Linked DNA regions of Sus scrofa: region 2 is linked to region 1. Evidence: chromatin contacts called from public HiChIP or PLAC-seq data. All regions are on one chromosome and are shown on one strand. Each heading gives the region's core, a stretch centred on a gene start, on an enhancer-like site or on the middle of the called end of the contact. The rest is flanking DNA. Distances are from core to core; before and after follow the strand shown. Region 1 holds the start of PSCA (prostate stem cell antigen). Region 2 holds the start of LOC110260401.

Region 1 (7,366 bases), core at 962-3,461:
TTCTTCCCTGTGCCCTGTGTCCCCGCAGGCTCTCTGCACACCCTTGTCCGCCTGCCTCTCCAGCAGCCAGCCTGGCCCCACTGGAGGGACAGTTAGAAACAGACCCAGGGCCCTGGCTGCGCCGAGAGCAGCGGGGCTCCTCCTTCCCGCCGCTGCCCCCTCCTCCTCTCTCTCTGCCTCTCTGCACCCCCCCCCCAGGGGTCCACAGCCCAGCCCGCTCCCCTGGCCCTATCCCGTGGCTGGCGGAGGTCTCACCTGGCGGCAGGGCCAAGCCAGCAGCTAACAGGGCGAGGAGGACAGGCTTCATGGTCACAGGCAGGCAGCGGGCAGCTGACCTCGGGTGGTTTTATACTGCTCTGCTGGGGCGGGGGAGGTGGCTGCCCACGGTCGACACTAAGCGACAAGGGCCGGGGTGGGGCAGATTCCAAATGTCCAGCAGCCGCCAGGCCACACCCTCCTCTCCCTTTGTCCTCTTTCTGCTTCTGGAAGACAGAGCCTGCCCGTGGGCAGGGGCCACACTTCCCAACCGTGGCCAGGTCTCAGCCGGGCCGGGGTGAGGCCCAGGCCCCCATCTCCAAGCGCCCCAGACTCCATCACTCCTTCGCGCACCTCGGCTCGAAGACCAAAAGGCTTAAGGTCCCACGGAGGTGACAGGCCTTGATCAGTGTGGCAGACAATTAGCAGAGCTCGGCCCTGGGCTGGACACTGTCCACCCGGACCCCAGACCCACTCTCCACCCGGCTGTGTCCATAAGGACCCTATAAAGGCTTCCGCCGGCCAGGACCTGAGCTGGGGAGGTTCAGAGGTCAGCCACCTCTCTGCCTCACCCTGACGGCTGGGCCGAGGTGGCAGGGGCTCCCTTTCCTGACGAGCCCCTCCCATCACGCAGGCTCCCGCCAGCCTCTGGTAACCGCCTCTGCCCCTCGTCCCTCGGTTCCTGGGCAGGGGGTCGTCCCTGTTTTCTCTCTCAACCTGACCCTCCCTCTGTCAGCAGCCTCCCTGGGCTTCTGGAGGGTCTGGCCGGGAGCTGGCGGGCACAGGCCACACCTGCTGCCTGCTGGCCCCAGCGCGGCTCTGGAGCTGACAGTCCCTCTCCCGCGGGAGGACGCCGATCAGGCCCTGCGGACGGCCTCAGCGCCTGGATTTACCCCTGGAAGCTGGTCCAGGGTGTGTCAGACACTGGGAGGATGTTGCCAAGGAGTGAGGCAGGGGCCAGGGGCTCCAGCTGGGCGGGCCCGGGAGCAGGATGACAGGGCAGGGTGGGCTGGGGTGGCTGGAGATCCGGGGTCCCCCCACCAGGCCCCTACTCCTCCCACCAGGCCAGGCTCCGTTCCTCGGATCCCAGGGCCCAGAGTCGAGGGGAACACGCTTGAGGTCACACAGGGGTGGGGGTGGCTCCTCACCCGCACCCCTTCCTTGCCTGCTGCCCACCTGGAACTTTCTCTCAGAAGAGGCCCAGCCCCCAGCCCCTCGGCTCCAGAGCCTCACGTGGAAAGTAAAACATTTATGATTTCACTGTTTCCATGTGGGGCTGTCTGTCTGCCCCTCATCACCAGGGCTGGGGTGCCCTGGACTGGGGCCCTTCTTATCTGTTTGTGTTCAGGGCTCTTAGCACCTAGCACCAGGCTGGAACATTCATTCTTTAAATATTGACAGGTGCTTAAATGTTTGTCGATCTGATTTGATATGAAGTGATTCCTGGAGTCTGTAGGTCTCAAACAGGGGTGTTTCTGTGCCAGGGGATACGTGGCTGTGCCCAAAGACATTTTCCGTTGTTCTAACCGGGGGTGCTCCTGGCTCCCAGGGGTGCAGCCCAAGACTGCTGCTCAGCACTGTGCAGGGCACAGGGAGCCTTGGCAGGGCTGTGGGCTGAGTCTGGCCGAACCGACCAGAGCCAGGGGAAGAGGCTGCTCCAGGCCGTGGTGGGGGGAGGGGACCAAGTCGGCAGGACCCGTCTCCAGACTAAATAGCCCCTGACCTCTGCTTTGCCGGGGTGGGACCCACCACCCTTCCTTCTGATTTGTCCCCTTGTGATGGGAATGTTTGTCCCGGGCGGGTCCCACTTGTATCTGGGGGCACGTAGCTTGTCTGATTTCATGGATTCACAGTCACAGAGGAATTTGCCAGAACAACTCCTATCTCGACTCTCAACCACGTCTGGTAGAGATGAGACCTGGGCTTTTTTTTTTTTTTTTGGTCTTTTTGCCATTTCTTGGGCCGCTCCCGTGGCATATGGAGGTTCCCAGGCTAGGGGTCAAATCGGAGCTGTAGCTGCCAGCCTTCACCACAGCCACAGCCACACGGGATCCGAGCTGCGTCTGCGACCTACACCACAGCTCAAGGCAACACGGGATCGTTAACCCACTGAGCAAGGCCAGGGATCGAACCCGCAACCTCCTGGTTCCTAGTCGGATTCGTTAACCACTGCGCCACAACAGGAACTCCAGACCTGGGCTTTTGACGTTGGTGTTGGTGAGTTAAGGCGTTAGGGGTTGCTGGGATGAAAAGAGAGCGCCCTGCGTGTGAGAAGGAGACGGGAACCTGGAGCCGGGGGCTGTGCTCCGAATCGCCTCCTCCTCTGTCCACACGGCGAGGCCCTGCCCCCCAGCGGGTCTCAGAGACCTGGCCTCTGGGAAGTAATCGGGGTTTGATGAGGTCGTGAAGTTGGGGACCCATGATGGGACTTGGTGACCCTGTAAGACGGGCACCAGCTCTCCCTCCACACGTGGGGGTGCAGTGAGGGAGCCGTGTGCACAGCGGGAAGCCGTCCTCGGGGGTCCCTGACCTCAGACCGCCAGCACCCAGAGCTGTGAGAAAAAATGACTTGTCTACGCGACCCGACTGACTATTTTGCTGTGGCGGCCCAGGTGGAGACAGACGGTCCAGTGGTCACAGCTCAAATACGGACGCCCGAGAGACAGCTCTCAAGTGCCGTGCTGATCACAGTGACATCTGACTCGGCCCCAAGCGGAGCTCTCACTGGGATCAAGTCCGAGCCCCGTCCCCGGTCCCACACTGAGCCCACATCCGGGTCCCTCTCTGAGCCCCGTCCCCTGCCGTTCATGCTTTGGGCACACACTGGCACAGTCCCCCCTGAGCCCACTGAGCCGGGGCCCTTTGGCGGCCCTGCTTTCCGGGAAGGCCTGACACAGAGAGCAGCCCCTGCAGTCTCCGCTGGGCGGCCAGGCTGAGGGTGTGGCTGAGCTGTGACTCACCCTTAGCCCCTTCCTTTCCTCTGCCCTGCAGCCACCCCTGGGACTCCAGACTTTCCTGTTCCTTCGTGGCCCCCACCAGTTGCGTTCCCTGGAGATCCTGCCTGTTCACATAGCTCGGGAGTTTCCCTGATCTCCCCAGAAGGGGAAGCCGGGGCAGGAGGACCAGTGGGGGCGGGGGCGGTTCTGGGGAGGCAGGGTGGGCAGCAGCAGACCCCGCCTCACAGGGTTACAGGGCACAGTGGCTTGCTGGGGCTGCCGCACGGCCCCACCCACGCTTGAATGGACATCATTTTTGGATAACCCACTATTTTATGCAGAAGAATTTTTTGCTTTTTGGTCTTTTGAGGGCTGCAGTCCAGGCATGTGTAAGTTCCCAGGCTTGGGGTCGAATTGGAGCTACAGCTGCCGGCCTATGCTGAGGCCACAGCAACGCCAGATCTGAGCCACGTCTGTGACCTACACCACGGCTCATGGCAACGCTGGATCCTTAACCCACTGAGGGAGGCCAGGGATCGAACTTGCATCCTCATGGTTACAAGTCAGGTTCATTACCACTGAACCACCACGGGAGCTCCCAGAGCAATTTTTTAAAAGGAAGATGGGATGTCAGTTGCAAAACCACAGCCGGGAACCCCTTTCACGTTGGGAGACACTTTCCTGTGATTGGTCAGTTGCTGTCTGGGGGCCTGAGCCTGTGCGTTGGGGCAGCACTTGGGGGTGGGGGCAGTGCCAGGCTTCATGACGCCCCAGGGGATGTTCTGCCTTCCCTCCTCCCTCCCTGGTCCCTCCTCTCTGCCAGAGGGGACTCAGTCCTTGAGACAAGGCCCGTGGGTCTGAGCATGATGGTGGGAGCATCTAGGGGAGCCCCTGGCAGGTTCTGGGGGATGCCTATGATCCTGTACCCACGAGGTGGCAGCAGAGTGTCACAAAGAGAGGGCGCGGTGGCGTTCCCATCCCTACAGTGGTGAGCACGGAGACGGAGAAAGGCTAGGCAGGAGGGGTGTGAGCTGAGATTTAGAAATGCTGGGCTCGAGGGGCCTGTTAGAAGCCTTTGTGGGAACGCTGGGTAGGGCTTGGGCGTCTAGAGTTTGCGGTCGAGGTCCCGGCAGGAGACATGAATTTGCGAGCTGCCTGACTTGGCTGGTTTGCAGAGCCATGAGGCTGGAGGTGATCCCAGGAGTGGGTGTGGACAGAGACAAGAGCTCATGTGTGAAGCTGGCAGGCTGGGAATCGGCAGGGGAGGCTGAGGAAGGAGGACCAGGGAGCGTCCTGGGAGCCCAGGGTAGAAAGTGAACCGAAGGGGAGGGAGCTAGTGAAATCTATCTCAGTTCCCCGTTGCTGCTGTAAAGGACTGTAAACTTGGCTTAAAGCACCGCGCATTTATTATCTCATATTTCTGGAGGTCAGCAGTCTGACGTGAGTCTGATGGAGCCTGATGTATTTTATTTTATTTTATTTTTTTAAATAATGGGTTTTGTTGTTGTTGTTTTGTTTTGTTTTTTTTTTTGTATTTTCTAGGGCCACACCCTCGGCATATGGAGGTTCCCAGGTTAGGAGGAGAATCGGAGCTACAGGTGCCAGCCTACATGACAGCCACAGCAACGCAGGATCCTTAACCCACTGAGCGAGGCCAGGGATCGCACCCGCAACCTCACGGTTCCTAGTCGGATTATGTTAACCACTGCGCCTCGACGGGAACTCCGCGTCTGATGTATTTTAATGAAGATGTCAGCAGAGCCGGTTCCTTTCTGCATGGCTCCTTGCTTCTTCCAGCTCCCAGAGGTCCTGCATCCCTTGGCTCTGGGCCCCTTCCTCCATCTTCAAGGCCCACACTCCACCCTGTGTCAGCCGTCACATCTCCCTCCGCCTCCATCATCACATCCTTCTCCCGCTTCTGTGCCCCTTCCTCCTCTGAGGACCCTGAGCCCATCCTGATAATCAGAACCCTCGCCCCTCCCAAGAATTGTAACTTAATTGCATCTGCGAAGTCTCTGTTGCCACGTGAGGTGACCCAGTCACGGGTCCTGGGGACTCGGGCCTGGACGCCCTTGGCTGGGGGAGGGGGCCCTTCTCAGCCCATTACAGGCCTCCTCCAGTCTCTAAAGATTCAGATTGGCCCACAAGCAAAATACACTCAGCCCATCCCAAGCCTCCAAGAGTCTCAACTCATTACAGCATCACTCAAGTCTGAGTCTCACCCAAGCCTCTTCAGCTCAGAAGTTTCAAGTCTCACGCTTCAAGGCATCTACGCAGGTGTGGATGCTGAGGCCCCAGAGGAACAGAGCGCGGGCCGTTGCGCCCCGCCTTCTCCCATCAGGAGCGCCGAGCCGACGCTGCCCTCGTGCCACCCTCGCCCAGGACAAGAGGCCCCGCTCCTTCGGCCCAGCGCTGGACCCATCCCCGAGCCGCAGCCCCTGGACGCCGCGGGCCCGGGAGCCACCGAGACGCCGAGTCGTCCGGGCGGCCTAGAGCGTCCCGGAAGTGGCCGGGGAGGCGGAGCGGCGCGGACCGACGGGGGCGGGGCGGCGCACTTCCGGCCAGCGGCGGCGGAGCGGGGCCGCAGGTGAGTGGGGTGCGGACCTGGGAGGTGGGGGCGGCCCTGCTCGGCCCGCAGCGCCCACGGGGCCGCTGCGCGCGCGGCCGAGGCCCGGGTTCGAGCTGCTGGTGCTGGAGCGTCCCCGGGGGCCCCGAAACGAGCTGGTCCCTCACAGCCCCCCTTCGAACCTGGCGGTGGCTTCCGCCCGAGGAAGGACCGGCCTCGGAGCTGCCTTCCCCCGGAAGGCGCCGGCCTGAGGCTTCGCTGCTTTCTTTTCTCATTGGTTTTTGCCCTTCTGCCCCAGACGTGTCTCTGGCAGAGGAGCGCTCTCGAAACAAGCCTCTCCCCTGACCTGAGGCTTCTTCCAGCTTCGGGCTGCCTCGCCCCGGGGGCCCCGCATCTGCGCCCGCGAGGGAGGGGGTTTGCCTGGGTAGCTAACTGCCTTCCCTCCAGGACATTCTCGGGGCGCACCCCCATGTTTCCACACCCTCACCGATCCCTCTTGCCCCTCGAGACTTAGTCCAGCTCTTCTTCGGGCCAGGATACTTGCTTCTTCAAGTATTGATCGACGCCCCCCCCAACCCCCGCCCCGCCCGCTACACACTACTGGCTGCTCCCAAAGAAAGGTGATTTCTCAGCCGCCCCCCTGCCCCCCTCAATTCCTCAGGCTCTTCTCCAAAGACTTGCAATTCCTCGCTTGCAGGAAGGGGCAGAAGGGTCCCCTCCCCCGCCCCCCTCTTCTCTCCTGCCCCAACTGCCCCCTTCTGCCCTCCCCCTCGGGCACAGGTGGTATTGGTGATAAGCGTCTGAATTTTTCTTGCTGCGTTATGTTATCTTTTGGTTTAAGAAGTTGTTTCAGAAGAAATACCTGAATTTCATTTTTAAAGGAGGGTCTAGGCTTACCAGGGGGCCGGCGTGTGTTCAGCTCCCTTGTATTAGGCTGCACTGGTCAGGCGGGAGAAGCGTCCACAGTGAGCTGGTTTCTGGTGCTGAGGCTCCTCCTGGTGCTTTTTCTGGGCCCTCCTGTTGTGGTTACACTCAGTCCGTCACAAGTGACTGGGGGGGGGGGTTCACCGTATTTCCTCCTGGCTTTTGCATTTGGGCATTAAAAGTCTCTTGAAGGAGGGATTTGGCCTTTAGTGCCCCCTGCTCCCCACAGGGCCCGGCAGTGCACTGTCGCATCGTCACCCAGTAGATAGGATGAAAAGCGGTCCCTGAAGGACCAGCATCCCCACTTTGCAGACCGGGAGACTGAGTCAGAAGAGGGAGAAGACGGGCCTCGAGCTGGCTGCTGACAGGCCTGGAATACGGATGTTCGTTTCTGTCAAGCAGTGGCCTCAAGGGCTCCCTGTTAGTGTCCCACGTGTGAATAGTCCTGCCGCCTCGCCAGCGCCGCCTCGCCAGCCGCGGTGTAAGGGCTTCGGAGGGAGGTGCGGCCGGGAGTCCCTGCCAGCAGTGTGTCTGTGAGCGCGCCTGCCTCTCCGACGTGCGGTGGTGGGCGCGGTAGGCTGCCTCCCGGACCATCAGCCCCTCCCCAGGGAAGGGACAAGCTGGCCGGGAGGGAGAGGACAAGCCTCACTGCACAGGCAGACCAGCCGTGGCCAGTTTGGGCTGG
Region 2 (6,945 bases), core at 2,955-5,454, 34 kb after region 1:
GGACCCTGTGTCCTCCCAGCTGCCTGGGCTCAGCCCGGCCACTTCCCCACATCACCGGGGCCTGTGCGTGTCCCCAGACCCGTGCTGCCTCGGGAGGCAGAGCAGGAAGCAGTGAGGAAGCCCCCCTGAAAGGCCACAGGGCGGGGGTCCTGACCACTTCCCCCCTCCCAGGTCCCAGAAGGGACACTGACCAAAGGCTGGCAGCAGGACGAGTCGGGGGAGGTCCTCAGGCGGGTACCAGGACAGGCAGGACAGCTGGCACTCAGCCCTGCTGGACACCGGGCGGGCACTGTCATGCATGGCACAGATGGAAAGCTGAGGCTCAGGTGGGCAACTGCCAAGTGTTTCACAACCCGAAAGGGAGGGACGTGGGCCCCTTGCTTCGTCTGTTCTGTGACTCACCCGAATGGGTGCGCTCCAGGCCAGGCCCCGCTCCAGGATCCGGCGTCTCAGCTGTGAGGGTGCAGACAGGGCCCAGGTGCCAGAGCTGCCCCCAGCTTTAACCGCCTTGTCCCTGCCGAGTGAGGAGGAGGCAGCCGCTGGGGTGGCCTGGGTTTAGGCAGAAGGGAGAAGTGGCCCAGTGCAGGGAGCCCGGGGCAGGGCGAGGGGCCAGGAGCAGGCTGCGGCCGAAGTGGGCAGATCCGCAGCATTGGGCCGCCGGGGCCGGGATGGCCAGGCGGCTCACCACCAGGAAATGCCAGCCAACAGCCTGGAACGTGGGCAGCTCCTTGCGGGCACATGGCCGGCTCAGTCCTCTGGGGGGGGGCAGCAGAGATGGGATGAGGCCATGTGACCCAGGATGGCCCCACAGGGGGCAGGACAGGCAGTGGGTGCATGGGGAGGGTGGGCTCCCGATCAGAGGGCAGAGCCGAGCAGGAAGGGCGAGACTGAGGGGCAGACCCCGCTCTTTCTCCAGAGGTGGTGCCACGGGGTCCCCCAGGAAGTGGCACTGATCAGGGGATGCTGCACATGGAGAGGTGTGAGGTGTGTGAGCTCGCGGGCGGCGGGCTCTGCCCCTAAGGAGTTGCGTGCACGAGCCGGGTGCTAAGTGGTGCCAACCGCCAACACCAGGTGGGACCCTGCATGGTCAGGATGGCGGCGAGGCTGCTGGGAGGCCACTGGGCTGTGGCCCAGGCCCTGCTCTGGAGGCAGGTGAACTCTGGCTCCCAGAACACACTCTAGCCCCCAGAAGGGGTGCAAGGGAGGAGGCCTGGGGCCTGGATGGCCTGCCCTGCCCTGCTGAGGGGCCCCCCTGCCATCTGGGGCCCAGGCAGTGGGGGCCAGGGGCCAGCCCTGACGGGTCTGCCGAGGCAGGTGTAAGCTCTGGGGGGAAGGCGGAAGGTGGGTGCTGCCGGGCGAGAGGGGCTGCCTGGGGAGGCTGGAGGCCAGGCTCTGTTTGGGGAAAAGTAGGGTTCCCTGAGGCTGTGCATTTGTGGGGAGACCCCATCCTGAAAGAAGATCTTAGCAGCACGTGAGCAGCACTGGGGGTCTGGGAGCCTGGAGCCTAAGGGCAGAGGGTCAGAAGCTCGGAATGGGGGCTGCTTGGATCCCTGCGGTCGCCCCCCCCCCAGCCCCTCCTTCTAAGGCAGGCGAGCCCTCTGGAGCTGTCCGGCCTGAGGAGCAGCAGACCAGCTGGGCTCTGAGAGTTGGGGGGCCGACGTTGCCCCCTCCTTGCAGAGGTCCAGCTCCCCGCTCCACCTGCCCCTCCACAGCCAGCCGCGCTGAGCCGTCCTGCTCTGGGTGAGGCTGGGGGCTGAAGGCCCCCCCTCTGTGCCATCGCCCCTGCTTGCGGGGGAGGGGGCGTGGAGGAGCAGGGTGGGGGCGGCCCCCCCAGCCTAGGGAGCTGGCCAGCCCTCTTTTCCGGAGGCGGAAGAAGGAGCCTAAGGCTGCAATGCGGGGGTTTGCAGAGGGCTTCTGGGGCGATAATTGGGCAGCGATTAAGTGTTCCCTGAGCAGCGGCTGTGGCCTGTCACCTGTCACCACAGCCCTGGCAGTGCAGGCTGCCTTCTGCCGGGCTGTGCCCTCCACGTGCACAGGGTCCCGATGGTCTGGGTCGACCCGGAGCCCGCAGAGAGCCTCTCCCGCCCCCGCCCCCCACCAACAGCAATGCCCCCTTCCAGTCTGCCCAGGCCGCCCAGCAGGTCAGGGGACCTGGGCCTGCCTGGCCGTGCCCTCGGGGGCCACGGCCTGGTGGGGGGGAGGGGTGGCCCCTGGTCACTCACAGAATGGCTCTGGCACTCCCACTGCACAAATACACACATACACACACACACACACACACACACACACACACGAGCACACACGAGCACAAGTGTGGCCCTGTCCAGCCCGCTCCTGGCACGCCTTTCCTGACCAGGGGCCCTCAGACGCAGGCCTGCACTCAGCCCAGACCTGGTGGCAGGCTCTCGGCTGCACTTAGGCCCTGAGGTGACCGGCCCCACTCACCGCTGCACAGACACCTTACAAATGGGCACACGCTGCCTGCGGCCACCTCCTGCTTGGGATTCCTTTCTCGCAGCTTCTTTGTGGGCTCCCCCTCCCCGCTCTGGCTGCCCCTCCACCCTCCCCTCTCTGCCCACCCACTTGCCTTTAATTAGAAATGCCAGGAGAGCGACTTGGGGGGAGTTTTTACCAGAAAGGCATCCCCCCCCCAGGGGTGAAAGCTCACAGAGGAAGAGGAGGGAACAGATGGGCTCCGGGGGTGCTCCCGGGAGGGAGGGGGGCCTCTAAGGGGCTGGGAGCGGGGATTCCAGAGCGTGTGGGAGCGGCCTTGTGTGTGGGGGTGACACCGGGGGAGGCTGGGTGGGGGGAGGGATGAGTATTGCGGGCCGGGGTGGGGATGAGTGTTCCAGGAGAGGTTTGAGTGGGGGGGGGTGAGTGTGCAGTGCGAGCGTGTGAGTGTGAGTAGGGCTAAGGCATCTCCACTGGCCTTGGCTGAGTGTGGCTGTGGGCAGTGGCACCTACAGAACAGCCCAGGCCCCAGGGACCCACACCCATTCGTCACGGGGACCCAGGAGGCTGTCCCTTCCCCAGCGCTGTTGCCAGGGAGGCAGGAGGGGCCTCCCTCCGAGGGAATCTCAGCTTCCGGAGCCCCGCTCCTTATATGGTGTTCTGCTTCTCTCTGCCTCTGCCACTGCACCAGGCTGCCAGCACCCACCTTCTCCCCCTCCTCCTGTTCCCCCCACCCCATCCTATTGGAAGTCTTGGAGCTTCTGAAGGGTTCCCGCTGCGGCCTGGGGGTTCAGGGCCTGTGCCCTGCAGTGGGTGGCAGGACCCCTCCATCTCCCCCACCGCCCATGAGAGCAATTTCCAGATTCCCCTGGTGGCATTGAGCAGAGAGGTCCCCGGCCCCAGCAAAGACTGGGGAGTGGGGGCACCAGGCAGTCCTGTCCAGCTATTGTCACATGGTGGCACACACCCAGACCAATGCCAGGGGCCCTGGGGCGGGGTGGCGGGGTGGTGGGGTGGGACGCATCCCTCACACAGGGCACAGGACCAGCCCCCCAGGGCCTGAACTCAAGGGCCCCTGGGGCAGGGACAGACAGCAGCTCGAGGCCGCACACCTGGGAACACACCTGACACTTGGGAGTGTGTGTGTTGTGTGTGTGTGTGCACAGGCGTGTGTGCACACGAAGACTCCTTGGAGTCTTTGGCTCAGGGAAAGAGGGTCCGAGTGTTGGGTCGTCGCCAGGTCTCGTCTGTGGCCCAGCTTCCTGCCAACGCCGACCGGGCAGGGGCAGGGTCTGCGGGGCGGGCGGTCAGGGGTTCAGCACCACCCGCCCCCCTGCGAGCAGAGCGCGGCCACAGGAGGAAGCCGCCCGACCCTGAGGCCCTGGGGAGGGGCTTCCTCCTTACCTTTGGGTGGGGGCAGCGGAACGCCCGGCCGCAGGCCCCTCCGGGCAGGGCACACCGGGTCGCCCGCCGGGCCGCCGGCCGGGGGGCGGGGCCCGTCCCCAGCTCGGTCCCTTGGGTCCGCGGGGCTGAATGAGTCCGGGGAGGGGGCGGTGAGAGCGAGCGGGCGCATTAGTCACCCCGGCCGCCGAGTGTGCGGGGGGTGGGTCCTCGCTCCGCCGGGGAGCGCGCGTGGGCGCGGGGAGGCGGGCCGGCAGCCGGCGGGGAGGGGGGCGCGGGCGGGGAGCCTGCGCCTGGACCAATGGGAGCCGGGGCTCGGCGACGGGGCCGCCCACGGGCCTCTCCGGCGGCATAAAAGGCCCGGCTGCCGAGGCTGGGCGCAGAGCTCCGGAGCTTCCTCCTCCCGAGCCAGCCCTGCCGCCGCCGAGCCGGACCCTCCGGGACGCAGGCGCTCGTCCGCGGGACCCACCGCCGCCGGCAGCTCCGCCAGCCAGTCCCCAGCAGCCCCTCGTCGGCTCCAGAAGGACTGGGCAGCCCCCGCCTCCCGCCTGTCCGAGCGCCGCGGCCACCTGCGAGCAGATGGAGCTGGACCACAGGACGACTGGCGGCCTCCACGCCTACCCCGGGCCCCGCGGCGCGCCAGCGGCCAAGCCCAACGTGATCCTGCAGATCGGTAAGTGCCGAGCGGAGATGCTGGAGCACGTGCGGAGGACCCACCGGCACCTGCTGGCCGAGGTGTCCAAGCAGGTGGAGCGGGAGCTGAAGGGGCTGCACCGGTCGGTGGGCAAGCTGGAGAGCAACCTGGACGGCTACGTGCCCACCGGCGACTCGCAGCGCTGGAAGAAGTCCATCAAGGCCTGCCTGTGCCGCTGCCAGGAGACCATCGCCAACCTGGAGCGCTGGGTCAAGCGGGAGATGCACGTGTGGCGCGAGGTCTTCTACCGGCTGGAGAGGTGGGCCGACCGCCTGGAGTCTTCGGGCGGCAAGTACCCGGTGGGCAGCGATCCCGCCCGCCACACCGTCTCCGTGGGTGTCGGGGGTCCCGAGAGCTACTGCCCGGAGGCTGACAACTATGACTACACCGTCAGCCCCTATGCCATCACCCCGCCGCCGGCTGCGGGCGAGCTGCCCGGGCAGGAGGCCGTGGAGGCCCAGCAGTACCCGCCCTGGGGGCCGGGAGAGGAGGGGCAGTCGAGCCCTGGCGTGGACACGCAGATCTTCGAGGACCCGAGGGAGTTCCTCAGCCACCTGGAGGAGTACCTGCGACAGGTGGGCGGCTCCGAGGAGTACTGGCTGTCTCAGATCCAGAACCACATGAACGGACCGGCCAAGAAGTGGTGGGAATACAAGCAGGGCTCGGTGAAGAACTGGGTGGAGTTCAAGAAGGAATTCCTGCAGTACAGCGAGGGCGCGCTGTCCCGAGAGGCCATCCAGCGGGAGCTGGACCTGCCGCAGAAGCAGGGAGAGCCGCTGGACCAGTTCCTGTGGCGCAAGCGGGACCTGTACCAGACGCTGTATGTGGACGCCGAGGAGGAGGAGATTATCCAGTACGTGGTGGGCACCCTGCAGCCCAAACTCAAGCGTTTCCTGCGCCCCCCGCTGCCCAAGACCCTGGAGCAGCTCATCCAGAAGGGCATGGAGGTGCAGGACGGCCTGGAGCAGGCGGCCGAGCCCGCCGGCCCCCGTCTGCCCGCTGAGGAGGAGAGGGAGGCCCTCACGCCGGCCCTCACCAACGAGTCCGTAGCCAGTGACCGGACCCAGCCCGAGTAGAGGGTGCCGGGCCCCCCTCCCCCGCCCGCCCACCGTGGCCTTTGCCCACCAGGACTTCCGAGCGGGCTGACCCCCACAGGGGGCGCCCTCGTCTTCACCCAGCTGGGCGCCCACCTTAGCCTCCTAGCCTGGCTTGAACAGACATGTGTCGTCCAGATGTGGGCAGTGTCCCCAAAACAGCAAAGGACCCCCTTTCCCTGGAGGGCCCTGCCCCTCACCCTCTCTCCGTCTGTCTTCCCTGACTCCGAGCCGGTGACCCCCCTCCATACTCTCAGGCCATGCCAGCTTCCTCATTCTGCTCCATGCCCCGGCCTCCTGGGCACCCGGAAACCAAGTGTCCCGATGACCCAGGCCAATAGGCACCGAGCTCAAGGGAAGCTCCAGAGCAGACGCTCAGGCAGAACCAGTGCCCCGGGAGCCTGGGCTTCGGGGATTCCACCTCTCCTGGCAGTCTCCGCGCAGCCGGCTGGCACCCCTGCTGCCGCCCAGGGCGGCTGGCCAGCCTCGGGCAGCCTGGCTCCCTTGTCCTGGAGGAGAGCCGAAGCTGAAAATGCAGCAGCAGCAGTGGCAGCCACAGACCTGGCATCCTGGTGCCTCCTGGCCCCTCAGGTGAGCCTCTGCCCCATGGCACCACCACCAGGGGGCACCGTAGAGCCAGGAGGGCCACTTTCCAGGGGAGCCCGCGAGGCTCAGAGGCTGCCCTGAAAGTTAACAGCTTGGGGATGGGGTGGGCGGGAGGCATGGCGGGGGAGGCGGGGAGGGCGCAGGGACCCTGGGGACCAGGGACCGGGGCTGGGCTGGGAGGCAGGGCCAGGGGAGTTTGCTGAGCCAGCTCTCACAGGGACGGTGTTTTCTCTCTCGCCCCAGCGCCAGTGACTCACGCCAGCCTGGAGAGGGACCGAGCCCCGCTCCATGTCTCACCCGTGGCAGGTGGAAGGTCCCACAGGGCCCGAGTCCTCAAACCGGCTGAGGCAGCAGCCGGCCCTCGGAGCCAGGAGAGTGACAACAGGTAGGGCAGCCCCAGGCCTCCCACCTGAGACCCTGTCCCTCAGCTGTCCTCATCAGCCACCCTCGAGACCCTCCCCAGACCCCTCCCCCAGGCCTCCGGGACCCCGGGAGTCCCGCCCCGGGAGGGCCGCCCCTTTAGGTCCTCGGCAGGAGCTTCGGGCGGAGCATCTCCGGGCCTGCACCCGCCCCTGACCATCGGGTCTCCTTCCTTTCAGGTCTCTAGGCTCCTGCAGAGCCTTCGCTGCTGCGCCAGGCGCCGCCCTCTTCTCCCGCCGCAAGCTGCCTGCCCGGGAGAAGTCCGAGGCCACGAGAGGC

Evidence for each region. HiChIP or PLAC-seq counts read pairs in DNA pulled down with a chosen protein or histone mark.
Region 2: an H3K27ac HiChIP or PLAC-seq map of skeletal muscle shows a contact between it and region 1. The contact joins the promoter of LOC110260401 here to the promoter of PSCA in region 1. A contact is called at or near these places in 1 of 47 Hi-C or Micro-C datasets (skeletal muscle) and 1 of 2 datasets of contacts at active chromatin or transcription factors (skeletal muscle).

What each region holds. Positions count from the first base shown.
Region 1 is chr4:1,482,034-1,489,399 of Sscrofa11.1, forward strand. It overlaps PSCA (prostate stem cell antigen), which reads right to left and starts at 2,212. Exons shown (of 3, transcript XM_021088785.1): 1 at 256-2,212. The coding sequence starts at 307. All of the region lies in intron 1 of JRK (jerky protein homolog), which reads left to right.
Region 2 is chr4:1,513,749-1,520,693 of Sscrofa11.1, forward strand. LOC110260401 reads right to left here and starts at 4,205. Exons shown (of 3, transcript XM_021090361.1): 1 at 3,856-4,205; 2 at 403-514. The coding sequence starts at 4,205. It overlaps ARC (activity-regulated cytoskeleton-associated protein), which reads left to right and starts at 4,238. Exons shown (of 3, transcript XM_021088786.1): 1 at 4,238-6,231; 2 at 6,490-6,631; 3 at 6,846-6,945. The coding sequence starts at 4,432. The coding sequence ends at 5,622.